Regions from separate parts of the Mus musculus genome. Here regions 1 and 2 are each linked to region 3. Evidence: chromatin contacts called from public Hi-C and targeted proximity ligation data. All regions are on one chromosome and are shown on one strand. The core of a region is the stretch at or near the end of the contact, and the rest is flanking DNA. Distances in the headings are between cores, read along the strand shown.

What was found. A called contact is a pair of places that touch in the nucleus more often than the background predicts.
Region 1: a contact with region 3 is called in a Hi-C map of adipose-derived mesenchymal stem cells, with 1.6 times the contacts expected there. A contact is called at or near these places in 2 of 39 promoter capture datasets (cranial neural crest and neural stem cells) and 1 of 484 Hi-C or Micro-C datasets (adipose-derived mesenchymal stem cells).
Region 2: a contact with region 3 is called in a targeted proximity ligation map of heart atrium, with 18 times the contacts expected there. A contact is called at or near these places in 5 of 130 datasets of targeted methods (the NIH/3T3 cell line, embryonic basal ganglia, embryonic forebrain and 2 more).

The regions. Positions count from the first base shown.
Region 1 is chr19:22,220,178-22,224,529 of GRCm38.p6, reverse strand. It overlaps a transcript of Trpm3 not described here. Among named protein-coding and RNA genes, the nearest start is that of Trpm3, 230 kb to the left of the region's middle.
Region 2 is chr19:22,302,700-22,306,730 of GRCm38.p6, reverse strand. It overlaps a transcript of Trpm3 not described here. Among named protein-coding and RNA genes, the nearest start is that of Trpm3, 140 kb to the left of the region's middle.
Region 3 is chr19:21,881,396-21,885,429 of GRCm38.p6, reverse strand. No RefSeq gene overlaps it. Among named protein-coding and RNA genes, the nearest start is that of Cemip2, 110 kb to the right of the region's middle.

The DNA of each region.
Region 1 (4,352 bases), core at 235-2,734, 340 kb before region 3:
TTAACCTACCAACACCTAGATGTCATATGTACAGCCACCATCCGTGAAATGACTATTTCTGTTGCTTTGTGTTTCCTAGTTTGTGGCCATTTGCCATGGTAGCCCCAGGGAACTGATGTGACCTTCTTCTAAGATAGTCTATTGGGGCCAAGTGAATATTGCCTCAACTCCCCGCCCGCCCTTCCCCCCCACCCCCTCCCCCACCGCAAATTATGCATATGTGCAAGCAAAAGCAACTAGTTGCACATAGGAGATCCTCTAAAATATCCCTCCCTCTGGCTGGGGTCTCTAACATTCTACAATGAACACAATTACATAGTGTGAGCTGGACCAAAGCTTTGCCATTAGAAGTCACTGATAGACACATTTATATTTGTAAAGCATAGACTGGTTTTTCTATGGGGCTATATAACTCTTTTATTCCAAAAATAATCTAAAAAACAGGAAAACAAAAAGCATGCCTTAAAAGCATAAAATGTTTTAAGGGAGAACTAAAACTTTCATTATCATCCATATTAAATGGCCTGTCACACTTATGAAACCCTGAGCCCACCCGGGAAATCCAGTTGGCAGCTGATTGGCAGCTGATGACTCATTAGCCCTCGCTGTGTTCTCACTCAAAGAATGTCCCTGTATGTGGCATTTCAGGCAACAGCAAGTGATAAAATCAAGGTAAGCAGAGACTGAGCTAACCTTCAAGCTTCTGGAAGCAGCTGTACAGACTACATAGCCTGTAGTCTAAACTGTTATCTCAGATGGGGAAGCAGAGAAATGGGCAAGAGGATAAGTTAGAGTTCAGATCACAGCTCTTTCTCACCTCTATGGACATGATACTTCACTTGGCTAGAACGTAGGTTCACAACCATAAAATATGGGCAATACTTGTAATAGGTTGCTATACAAATTAAACTGGGTGATCTTTGTGAACCCTTGGTTTAGTCTTTGGCATAGGGCACATTCTCAGTCAATACTGACGGTTATTCTTCTGAACAATGTAGCCATGGCTTAGTAGCACACAAAAAAGAGACTCATACTCTTGTCTTAGCATATGTAGCTGTAGCTGTAGCTGTAGCTGTAGATGTAGATGTAGATGATGTAGATGTAGATGTAGATGTAGATGTAGATGTAGATGTAGATGTAGATGTAGATGTAGATGTAGATATGATTCTAAAGCTTTCTTACTACTTTTTGGATCACAGCCCTGAGCCCCAGAGAGGTGAGAAAAAGGTGGGACATACACAATTAGAGTATGTGAATACAGGAAATGATCTCAGAGAATATCTTAGAAATGCAGTAATGACTGGAGAGATCCATGAAGGACAGAATAGTAAGACTAGAGGCATGTGTTTGCAGCTAGCCACATCACTCCATGGCCATTGTCTCAGTGGAATAAAGTTATTTCTGAAAAAAAAAAGAAGAAGCATACATCCCTGACATTTCTGAGCATTGCATGCTTTAATTTTTATTGCAACATCACCACTTCCTGCGAAGTCTGTTACTTTTAAAGAGGCAAGAGGCATTGTATGTAGAAATACAACTTCATGTTATTTCTCATCAAATCGTTGTGGTAAAAGTCTCTAGAGAGCATTTTCATACTCAACACGCCCCATATTTCAAACACAGAGATCTGTAAACTTCACAAGGAATCAGTGTTCATGAATAAGCAGACATGTGATATTGTTTAAAAAAAAAAAAAAAAAGAGCCTCCACAGCAATCCTCTCCCTCGCATACAAAGAGGACTCCTCAGCCCCCTCTCATTTGTCTGGATTTTGTATCCATCCACTTCTATCTGGTCCAGCATCTAATTAACATCACAGTGCATCTGGCAGATGCTTCATTTTTCAGGAACTGAGGACACTGTCTGCAGTCAGGTCACACATCCAAATTAGCTGGTCCTCCCTGCACAAATCACAGTCCCACTCATTCTGTAGTAAGCTCCGCTGGCTCACATTTAAATGATGCTCTTAATCTTTATCCTTCCTTTTCTCTTCTTAAGAATTAGACAGGAAATCCTAGATCCAAATAAGTGCTCAGCTCACAGCTTCTCCATAAGTCTGCCATAAAGGACAATGACTGCCAAAGCAACTGCAGAGCAATATGGAAGATAATGTTCTACTTTGTGAGCAAATTTCTGTCTATTGAAATGGGCTGGTTTGCTCACCCGACTTTTCTGTCCCTGGCCTTAATGGAACTGTGGCCTTGGGGAATAGCAAAAGTGAAGAAGTGAATGGGTAATATAGAAGTAATATTCTTGGCTGTAATTTAAAAGAATGCAGTGTTTCCCCAACAGAACCTCTGTGCCGAGCAAGAGACAGCAGTCATCTTTATCTGCAACAAATTTGATCAGCATAAATTCAAATCTCACTTTCAGCAAAATAGCCTAGAAGTTTATTAGTCACTGTAAGATCAGCTTTCTTTATTTTAAAAACATTATCATTCTTAAAGATGTTTTTGCTGTTGTCAATTTCTTCTTTTCTTTTGTTTCTTTTTCTTTTTTGTTTCTTTTGGCCTTTTCTGTCAATAATGCCCTCATTGGTAGATTTTTTTTTTAATAAGGCACAGTTACCATGTGTTATAGGCACAGTTACCATGAGGATGTGTTCATACAATATGAATCTCAAAATCATGGACTTAGAGTCTGTCCTAGTTAGGTTTCTATTGCTGCAACGAACACCATGACCAAAATGCAACTTCCTTTTCCTCCCAAAATCTCCCAAGAAAGGTTTACTTGGCTTATATTTCCATATTTGTATTCATCAAAGAAAGTCAGGACAGGAACTGAAACAGGGCCAGAACCTGAAATCAAGAGCTGATGCAGAGGCCATGGTGAGGAGCGGCTTACTGGCTTGTTCAACCTGTCTCTTATAGAACACAGAACCACCAGTCCAGGGATGGCACCACCCCTAATGGGCTGGGTCCTTCTCCATTGATCACTAATTAAGAAAATGCAGAAGACTAACAGAGTCAACTAACCTGGACCCCTGGGAGCTCTCAGAGACTGAGCCTCTAACCAAAGAACATACATGGGCTGTTATGAGGCCCCACACACATGTAGCAGATACACAACTCAGTCTCCATGGCCACCTTTTCTGGCCTCAGCGGGAGAAGATGCAATGACTTGATGTGCCAGGGTGGAGGGATATGCAGAGGGGTAAGGAGGTGAAGGGTAAGGAGGATGGAGGGAGGGACTTTAGTTAATGAATTTAAAAAATAAAAGAAAATGCCTTACAGGGCATCTTATGGAGGCATTTTTCTCAATTGAGGTTTTCTCCTGTCCAATTCCTCGAGCTTGTGTCAAATTGACATAAAACTAGCCAGGACAGTCTCTCGATAAGCTGCTGAAGAGAAGTATGCTCAGAGCCAAATCAGATATACGTCAGTGCAGCCATTGCTGGAGCACCAACTAAAGGAAGCCCACCTCACAGACTGGTTTGGATGCAAACTTCAAAATCAAGAGCTGCACAGGAATGTGTTTGCTCAAACCTGCTGTTCTTGTCTTTGGATCTCATATTCCTCCAGTCATGGGATTGAAGGTCTATACAGAGATGCTCTATAATTCACGGGCAAGCCTTTGAAAAGATGCCATTGATGCAAACCCTACACAAAAAGGTTCTAGGAAACAATATAAAACAGGCTCTAGCCAGAGAACCAAGTAAAGCTTTTACACATGAAACAGAAGGAGAAGGGAGACGTCCAAAGCTGAGATGATCATCTCTTACCACCAACTATATGACCATGGCAAATATCCAAAGTGGAGTCTCTCAAATATGTCGTTTTATTTCATTTCTATGTGTTTATGCTAAGAAAGACAATGCCCCAAATAAAACATCTTATGCCATCAAATAAAACACTCAGTGCTATTGATGGGTATTACCACCTACCTTACCACCACCACACACCCAACCAGCATAGGCTTGTGGTTATACACTACAACCTGATGATAAGGCCCTCTTGCTGAACATGTAATATGTGTCATTGAACAATGAGAAGAAGATCTGGTGCCTAAGTATAAGCTTCAACCTGACTGACTAGCATTTATGGTGCTTGAAGGTTCTCTGCACACTACAGAGGGAATACTTAATTATTAGTATCAAGCAACTACAAACTCTGAGACCTCCTACAACAGCTACCTGCCTGCAAGGGGACTGGTGCAATAGTGGTACAGAGGTCATGGGAATAAGCAATGACTGGATTTAAGGTTCACTGCATCAGCTGACATGGCTAAAGTGGATAAGAACCTGAAATCACTTCGATCACGGTCTTAAGGATGAAACCTACAACTACTATTCTGCTATGCGAGCATAGCAATAAAATGGCTCCTAATGACATAATTGCTGTGTCCATCGATCAC
Region 2 (4,031 bases), core at 1,086-3,585, 420 kb before region 3:
ATGGCTGTTAGTTTGATGTTCTGTGGGGCAGTTGCATCTCTGACTCTTGCCTGCCCTTGAGACTCTCCTCCTCCTGATGGGTTTGTCTTACTGTATTCGCTTTGTTGTCTTTGGCTGCCATCTCTTGGAGGACCGCTCTTTTCTGAAGAGAAATTGGCAGGGGAAGCAGATATGGAGGGAAAAAGATAAGGTTTTGGAGGAAGAAGGACATGGTGGGAGTCGGGAGGGGTGGGAGGGGGGCGGAATTGTATTTGGGATATGCTATAGGAGAGAAGAATCCATTTTCAAGTAGAACATTACTAATAAAACCAGAAATGTCACGGTGAAATTCATGTGGGTCCTGAGGATGGAACTCAGGCTTGACAGCAAGGGCCTTCAGCACGGAGCCATCTTGCCAGCCTTTCTTCTTCTGATTCTTCTCCTTTTACCCGTAATTTCTTCATAAAACTTTCACTTATTTCCATCCATGTCTGTACTGTGGCAAAGTCTGTGCAACATATAATCAATTCCCCATCCCAGCAGTTTCAGCAGCTAAGCACACTTACTCTGCTGTTCTGAAGGTCTTCACTTTCACAAGACTGGAACTTTAAACCTATAATATAACTCCCCCTTCCTTCTCCCCAGCCCTTGAAGAGCATGGACTACCATAAGGGTAAAGAAACATGCATAAAAGTGTGTTATGATGATCTGTTAGTCAGACCCTGAGGACTCTCAATAGCAGACGGAGGAGTGGCTATAGCCTCAGACTTTAAGTCAAAACAAACAATACCGATCAAACCAAAATTAATGTATTTCTCTATAAAGACATTAATTCATGTTAGTAGCCCAACAGTTCTTATTCTTTATGCAGTTCTGTGGAAGTTTATCTATAAAGTCTGCCTTGTTGGTCTGAAAAAAGTATGTTTAGTTCAAGCGGTAGTTCAGGTCCAGTGATGGGGAGCCTGGTCCAGCCACCTCATGAATCCTCTCATCTCTCGAAGAACCGTTTCTATTACAAGTCATCACCACTCAGACTTCTGCTGAGTGGTGAGAGTTCTCCTCACACAGAAGACAGCACCAAGCAGACCAAGGATCCCGTCTAACGGATGATCTGCTGAGACACAGTGTGTCTTTACACCATCATTTAGAAGCTTGTCTACTAGAGAAACACCATGGTCTATGTAACACAGTTTTTATTTACACACACTTGTACATGCAGACACACACACACACACACACACACACACGGAGACACAGACACAGAGAGAGAGACAGAGACAGAGAGAGCTCCCACTGACCAATATCACTGAATTACGCCATTAATTCAGAAGAAAGTAGAAAATTGGTGATTTACTTTATTTCAAAAACTTAATTTCCAATGCCTTTCTGTCTATTAGCTATTTTGTACTTCAAGATTGAACTAACCTGTTTGCCCAATAGATGATGCAGTCTACCTTTTGTGTCTTCAGGCTTAGATTATAACACAAGTGTCTCTAATTATGAGTCTCATCTGTTTTGACCGTTAACACCCACATTTCTAAACGAAACTGAAGATGCTCTTCCTCAAATGCTGCACTCATGAAAGTGCTGGTTAATTTTGCTATTAAGAAATTGTGCATTAAAAGACTGACAAGATGGCTCAGAGGTTAAAGGCAACTGCAGCCAACCCTGAGGATTTGAGTTCAATCCTCAAGACCCACAGAGTGGAAGGACCAGATCTAAGTGCACCCAGAATTCACAGCCACATAGGTACATACATGTGCACACACAATAAATAATAAAATGCAGTAAGAACTTTTAAGTGTTCTATAGGTTAAACAGTGCACACAGCTAAGTAATACAAGAGAATATTCCCTCTGGGAAAAGATGCAAAAAACGGACAAACTTCTAATTAGGAAAAAATACTTGGAAATCACATGAACTTTGTATTTACATATAGTGCATATTAAAATTTTGTTCAAAATATTTTTCATTGTCAAAAATTGAAATTTTCAAATTTTTATTACTGTTTCCTTAATGCCAATTTATTTTAAATCAGTCATAAACAGAAGCAGATTTTCCAAGATTCATGAAGTGTAGGAGGTAGGAAGGAACTCAGTAACGGTTCCACACATCGTGTGCTGGTAAAATGGACGTAAATGGGTACTTTGCATTTTTTTGTTTAAAATACCAGCTTCCTCCTTTGTCAGTTCTGGGTAGACAAGATTCTTCTGCAAGAAAGCATTCCAGACTTGCATTCTTAGAACTAGCCACGAGAGGGCGCTAGAAGCATTACATAAAGATATGTTGCCTATTCCCCCCCCCCCCCCCCCCCCGCCCCCCGCCTTTTCTTTTCCTTTCTGTATACTCGGGAGTGAAGACAGTATTGCTCTCAGCTGAAAAGCTGCCACTGGGAGACGGGTGCAGAAGAAATGTCTTGTACTGCTCTGCGGTCGGCAATCCATTTACTTGGCAAACTCAAAAGTGAAGCAAGGCCCAGCTTGTCCCTGTTTAACAACGTCGAATGAAAGGCCATTTCATCTCAGGGCTGTTAAGTCCAAATCGAATAATACCTAAGCTGCTTGGGCCAAGCCATCTCAAGTGCTCCGGCACCAGGCAGGGCTTTCTTCGTTGATGCTAAGCACCAATTCCCCCGGTTCTCTCCCCAGCATAGAACTTGATCCTGCTGAGTCCCCTGGCCCACCTTCCCAGCTGGAGTTTCCAAATCAAGATTCAGTGAGAACTCTCACCAGGCTGGCTTGACAATCACTCTGCAGGTGCAAATTAACCCATTCGCTTCATGAATTTCAGACAGTGCCTTACATGTTTGCAAAAGGAAAATAATGCCACGGCAAAAAATTACACAGTCTAACTGTGACTTTTCTCTAAATCCTATTTCTGCTAATGTAACAGTCACACCAGAGATCTACCCCTAGGTATCTACGACCAACCAGATCAAGGGCCAAACACCTATTCCTGAGTACGTCTGACGATGTGGCAGATGCTAATGCACTTCCATTGGCCTGTGATGGACGGAGGAGAGGTCTGGGAGCCGCTGCAACTGTGTAAGGTGTCACTAGACTGTCTGAGGGTACCATTTTTTTTTATAGTTTTCTAATCAACTTGTTGCTAGTAAGCAATAGTAATTCACATTAAGCAAACAGAGGGAGGGCGTGTAATTTATTCAAAGCTCCTGCAATCTGTTTGTTGCAAGCAGCCAGGATCTTGCTGTGATCTGCCCTTCATGTGCAAAGCTCACTTTGCACAGTCCATCTCCCTTCCTTAGGGGAAATCTCTGCACAGAGCCTCCAGACTATTAGCACACATTTTCTTCCCTACATCCCTAGCTGACAGAGCTTACTTGACTAAGAAAGCTGTATTTTTCGAAGATAAGCCCAAGCAGGAGCCACAACCTTCAGAGGGGAGAGCAGAGATGCAACAGAGCCCTGTGTGATGAATTCCACCCAGTGCCTCCTGGAGGGGGCTTACTGAGAGCAGGCAGTAGATCATCCGTTCACTGCCCGCTTCTCACACTTGATCTAGTCCCGTTCTTCGCCCCCCACTGTGGATCACAGCTACACAGCCTGCTTCCTGCTTTCCAGATTGCCAACCTCTCTCCGCACGCACGACATCCCGGGGGTTGCTCTTACCACACCCACAGGTTTTCCTATGTTTAATTCAAAACTCAAATGTCACGTCTTTCAGCTTCCCCAGACACCACTTCCAGTCCTTGTGCCTGTACTCAATCTCTCTCTCCATCCTTCTCTAGGGCGAGGCAGATTTCTTAACCTGGGGCTCTTCTGTCCTGCCCTAATGTGCACCCAGAGCCCAGAAACCTTTCTTTTTCGAGCAGTCTTTTATTAGGTGCTTGGTAAAGAACTGATTTGCGACTTGCTGAATGAGATTATTCTTAAAAACTTACTTACAACAAAACAAAACACCAAAAAACAAAACAAAACAACAAAAAAAAAAAAAAAAAAAAAAAAAAAACCAACGGGCGTAGTGGCGCACACCTTTAATCCCAGCACTCGGGAGGCAGAGGCAGGAGGATTTCTGAGTTCGAGGCCAGCCTG
Region 3 (4,034 bases), core at 1,415-3,914:
TACCACTAGCAAGGGGCCAAGTATACAAACACAGGAGCCTGTGAGAGACATTATAGACTCAGACATAGCAGATACATAGTAACCAGGGAAGACAAAACAAAATACTGACATTTTCTGTGCAATCTCTTCATAACCCATACTGAACAGTATCCTGAAAGTACCACTGTTAATGAGCAATATTGACATACTATATGCGATCAATGTAAAGTACTTTGAATAAAATGTAAAGAACTATTAGAGAACTCACAGCATATGTGCCATGGTTGATGGATGTAAGTACCTGATGTTTACTTTCGCCATGTTCCTTGAGAGGGGCTCATAGCCCTTCTCACCATAATACGTTTGGCACTGCTAATATTTTGTAAATGGTACAAGAAACAAAGAGGGATTCTATTTAGCAATGTTTCTAAAGGTGTTTCTGTGGTAAATGTCTTCTGTTGAACATGGCGGGGGGGGGGGGGGGAAACAGATGTTAAATAAATAGCAAAATCATATCAATTCTTGATCCAAGCCCAGTGGGACACATCTGTAATCCTTTCACTTGGGACGGTAAAGCAGAGTAATTATGAGTTCAAAGCCAGCCTGGACTGTATAGTAAGTTTGAAGCTAGCCAATGTGGCTCTATGGAAACAGTTGACTCCATCTCAGAATCTTGACCTGCCTTCTTTCCGGCAGGCAGCAAAGAGGCAGCAAGGGCATCTTTTATTTGCCAGGAGGGACAGCTTAAATGGGAGAGTGGAACACTGCATGTTCCAAGAAGCAGGATGCCAGCCAGTCAGGAGAGGTTGGCATTGTTACAACCGTTGGGTCTCAGCAGGCATCCACTGCCCAACTGAGAGAGTTGTTAGTAAATGTTATGGGATGTCAATCATGAACAGTCCCGTGCAGAGCCAGTCTCTAAAGAGTAGGCCACCCACAAATAGCAGCGGGAGCAGCACACCTCCCATCATTGGCAGGCCTGGAAGAGCTCCCTACTTGCTGCTTATGTAACAGATCTCAAAGGCCAAGGCTCTCAAATTGGGACTAGAGACCCCTGAAGGCAGGAACAAACACTCTGCCTGGGAAGCAGGAGCGATGGAATCAAGAGTGGGTTTCCTTGTGTGTGCTGGGTTTATCTCAAGACATGTCTTCCTTCTCCCAAGAGCTTCTAGGAACAAAGTCCCTAGCCAGAACTGAGGACCCAACTCCAGCCCAAACCTGACTGTGAGGTCTTATCTTCAGGCTTCTCCCTCCTAATGAGGACAGGAGGGTCTGGGAACCAGCCATGCATGAGACCTGGGAGCTAGACTAGCAAAAATCCAATGAGCACTATGTTTACACAGAGCCTGTCCCAGTATTCAAATGAGATCGTGAATGGGACCAATCAGGAGTGAGCTATAAACAGTGACAGAGAAAGCCTGTCAAAACCTGAGAGTGTTCTCAATTCAGGCTGCTTTTCTGTGCCACCCCAACCCACCCACCACCCACCACCCGCCATCCACCACCCACTACCCACCACCCACCACCACCTAAGTGTTAGAGAAAATGTGGGGAAAGTGGAAAGAGAAACACCAAGAAAAGATCTCTGTTTATCCACCCATTGTGGCTCTACTTGCCACCAGGCCAAAAAAAAAAAAAAAAAAAAAAAAAAAAGGGTGGGGGGTTTAACTTGGATCAGCATTAGGACCCATCCATCATAGCCTTGATGGTAGTCAGGAAGAGGGGGAGGGTGACTTGCTTTAAAAAAAAGGTAAAAATAAATAATATAAATTATTTAACTGACAAAATAATATTCATAATAAATCTATATTTTTTCTATACTTAACAAAAGAAAGGGAAACTTATAGAAAAACAAGAACTGTTCTAGGCATATGCAAGACTACATAGTTCACAGGAAGGTCAAGGGTCTGAGAGAGTGTACCTAGTTAATAAAGCAGTGCTACAATGTGGATGTGGTGCAAGACGAGGTTCTCCAGTTACTCTGAGGTGGACTACATCTCCTCTCCATATCCAGCTCACCAGGCCTCTCGCTGAACTTACAACTTGGCCAACAAAAAGGAAAGAGAGATGCTTTCTGTTTATTCTAGGTTTCTTTTTTCTTTTTTTTCCCCCCTCAGTATTTTGTTTTGAAACTCTGGTGGAAAAGCTTTCTTGAGACCTGGCCAGCCTCTATGCTGCAAAACTTTCCAAACAAAGGCTTCAGGCCTTAGGGGTTTTTCCAGGTCCTCTTGATTCCTGTAAGCTACTTGGGCTTTGTTCACATCACCTAAGCGTCTATTTCTATCCCTGCTCCCTATGCCAGCTCTCTAGACCACAGCTTCCTGATATCGGCTTCCCAGGTATATGCCCCTCCCTATCTGGAAAGAGAGAACCCCAAGAAGAGGTCACTGACACTAGGCAACATCTGACAAAGGGGAGGTGACTGTCAGGAAAGGGAAACTGAGTCATGTTTACCTCCTTTCTACCATCCTTCCTTACTGCAACCCTTTTGAATGGGTCTCAAGAGTTTGCCTGTGTCTAAGAAAAAAAGCCAGTGGAGGCCCCTAGCAGCAAATACCAAGTATCCCTTGAGGAACTATTAGCATTGTGGCCAGACATGGAGCTCCAATTCAAAGACTGCCCACATTCCTTAGGTTTGGCTGTGCTGCTAGCCACAGAACCGGAGACAGGAACACTCAATGGCTAGGAACACTCATTGGCTACCCGGCTAGCCACAGAACCAGCCAACACTCAACAGCTCAAATGTCACTCTCTCCCTCAGCTTGTTTCTCTTCCTAGAATTCCTATGGAAATTTTCCTATGAAATAGATCAGAGACAATGAACAAAGAGCTTTCCCTTGAGCAATTATCTTCCACTCCCTACCCTTTGGCAGATGAGAAGGGAAAAAAAAAATCACTCGCAGATTGCACAAACAAAATTTGGTTCTAAGGCATATAGGAGCCGAGAGAAGTGGGCAAGCATTCTTCCATTGGTTCAATTGTCTGATCTAAATGAAAGTGAATTCTTAGGATTCCCACTTCAGCTAGCATCTTGGAGCAAAGCCAGCCCTCAAACAAAAGCACTGCATGACCTGCCAACAGGGATTGTCACCAGGAATAAACATCTGTACACTTAACTCACCCCAGAGCTCTGGGAAGCAGGAAATCCAGGCATTTGTTATTTCCGTGGAACAAACCAACCTCGATACAACAAGAGACAATAACAAAGCAAAGTGACTGACGGGAAGAGAAAGAGGTGTGACTGATGGAAGGCAGAGTGGAGACAGGACAAGGGTTTGCCCTCAGGAATGTGAAGAGAAAAGAACGCATGACTGGCATTTACAGCCACATCTTCTAAGCACAAGGTTTTACTTACAGGCAATCCCAGTATGCTTGCTTGACCCTGGGTTTCATTTTTTCCCCCTTCACAACAGAGAATAACTTGGGAAAGCTTGTTTGTCACAGTGATTGAAGGTTATAAATTTCAATGACCACATGTATATAAAAATTAAGTTTCATAAGATATTCATGGTTTCTTGTTATTCGGAGATTTTAACATCTCCAGTTACATTTTAGAATCATGATTGCATTTTACAGTCTCTGTCATCAAGACATGATTGAGAAAGTTGCCGGGCTGGTGAGATGGCTCAGCGGGTAAGAGCACCCGACTGCTCTTCCGAAGGTCCAGAGTTCAAATCCCAGCAACCACATGGTGGCTCACAACCACCTTTAACAAGATCTGACTCCCTCTTCTGGTGTGTCTGAAGACAGCTACAGTGTACTTACATATAATAATAAATAAATTAAAAAAAAAAAAAAAAAAAAAGAAGCTGTTTTAAAAAAAAAAAAAAAAAAAAAAAAAAAAGAAAGTTGCCGCTGTTAGTATGTGTAGACTATATTGAGCCATAGCTACTCATATGATGGCATCAGAAAATAACCACTCAGACCCAGTTCCTAGTCAAATGGGACTCTATTCCAGCCAGCTGAGACTATACCCAAGTGTTCAGGGACCTAGGCAGAGCCCTAGGAGTCCAGAGTCCAGGGGTTTTAAAGGTAAAAACCATATCTTGGTATTT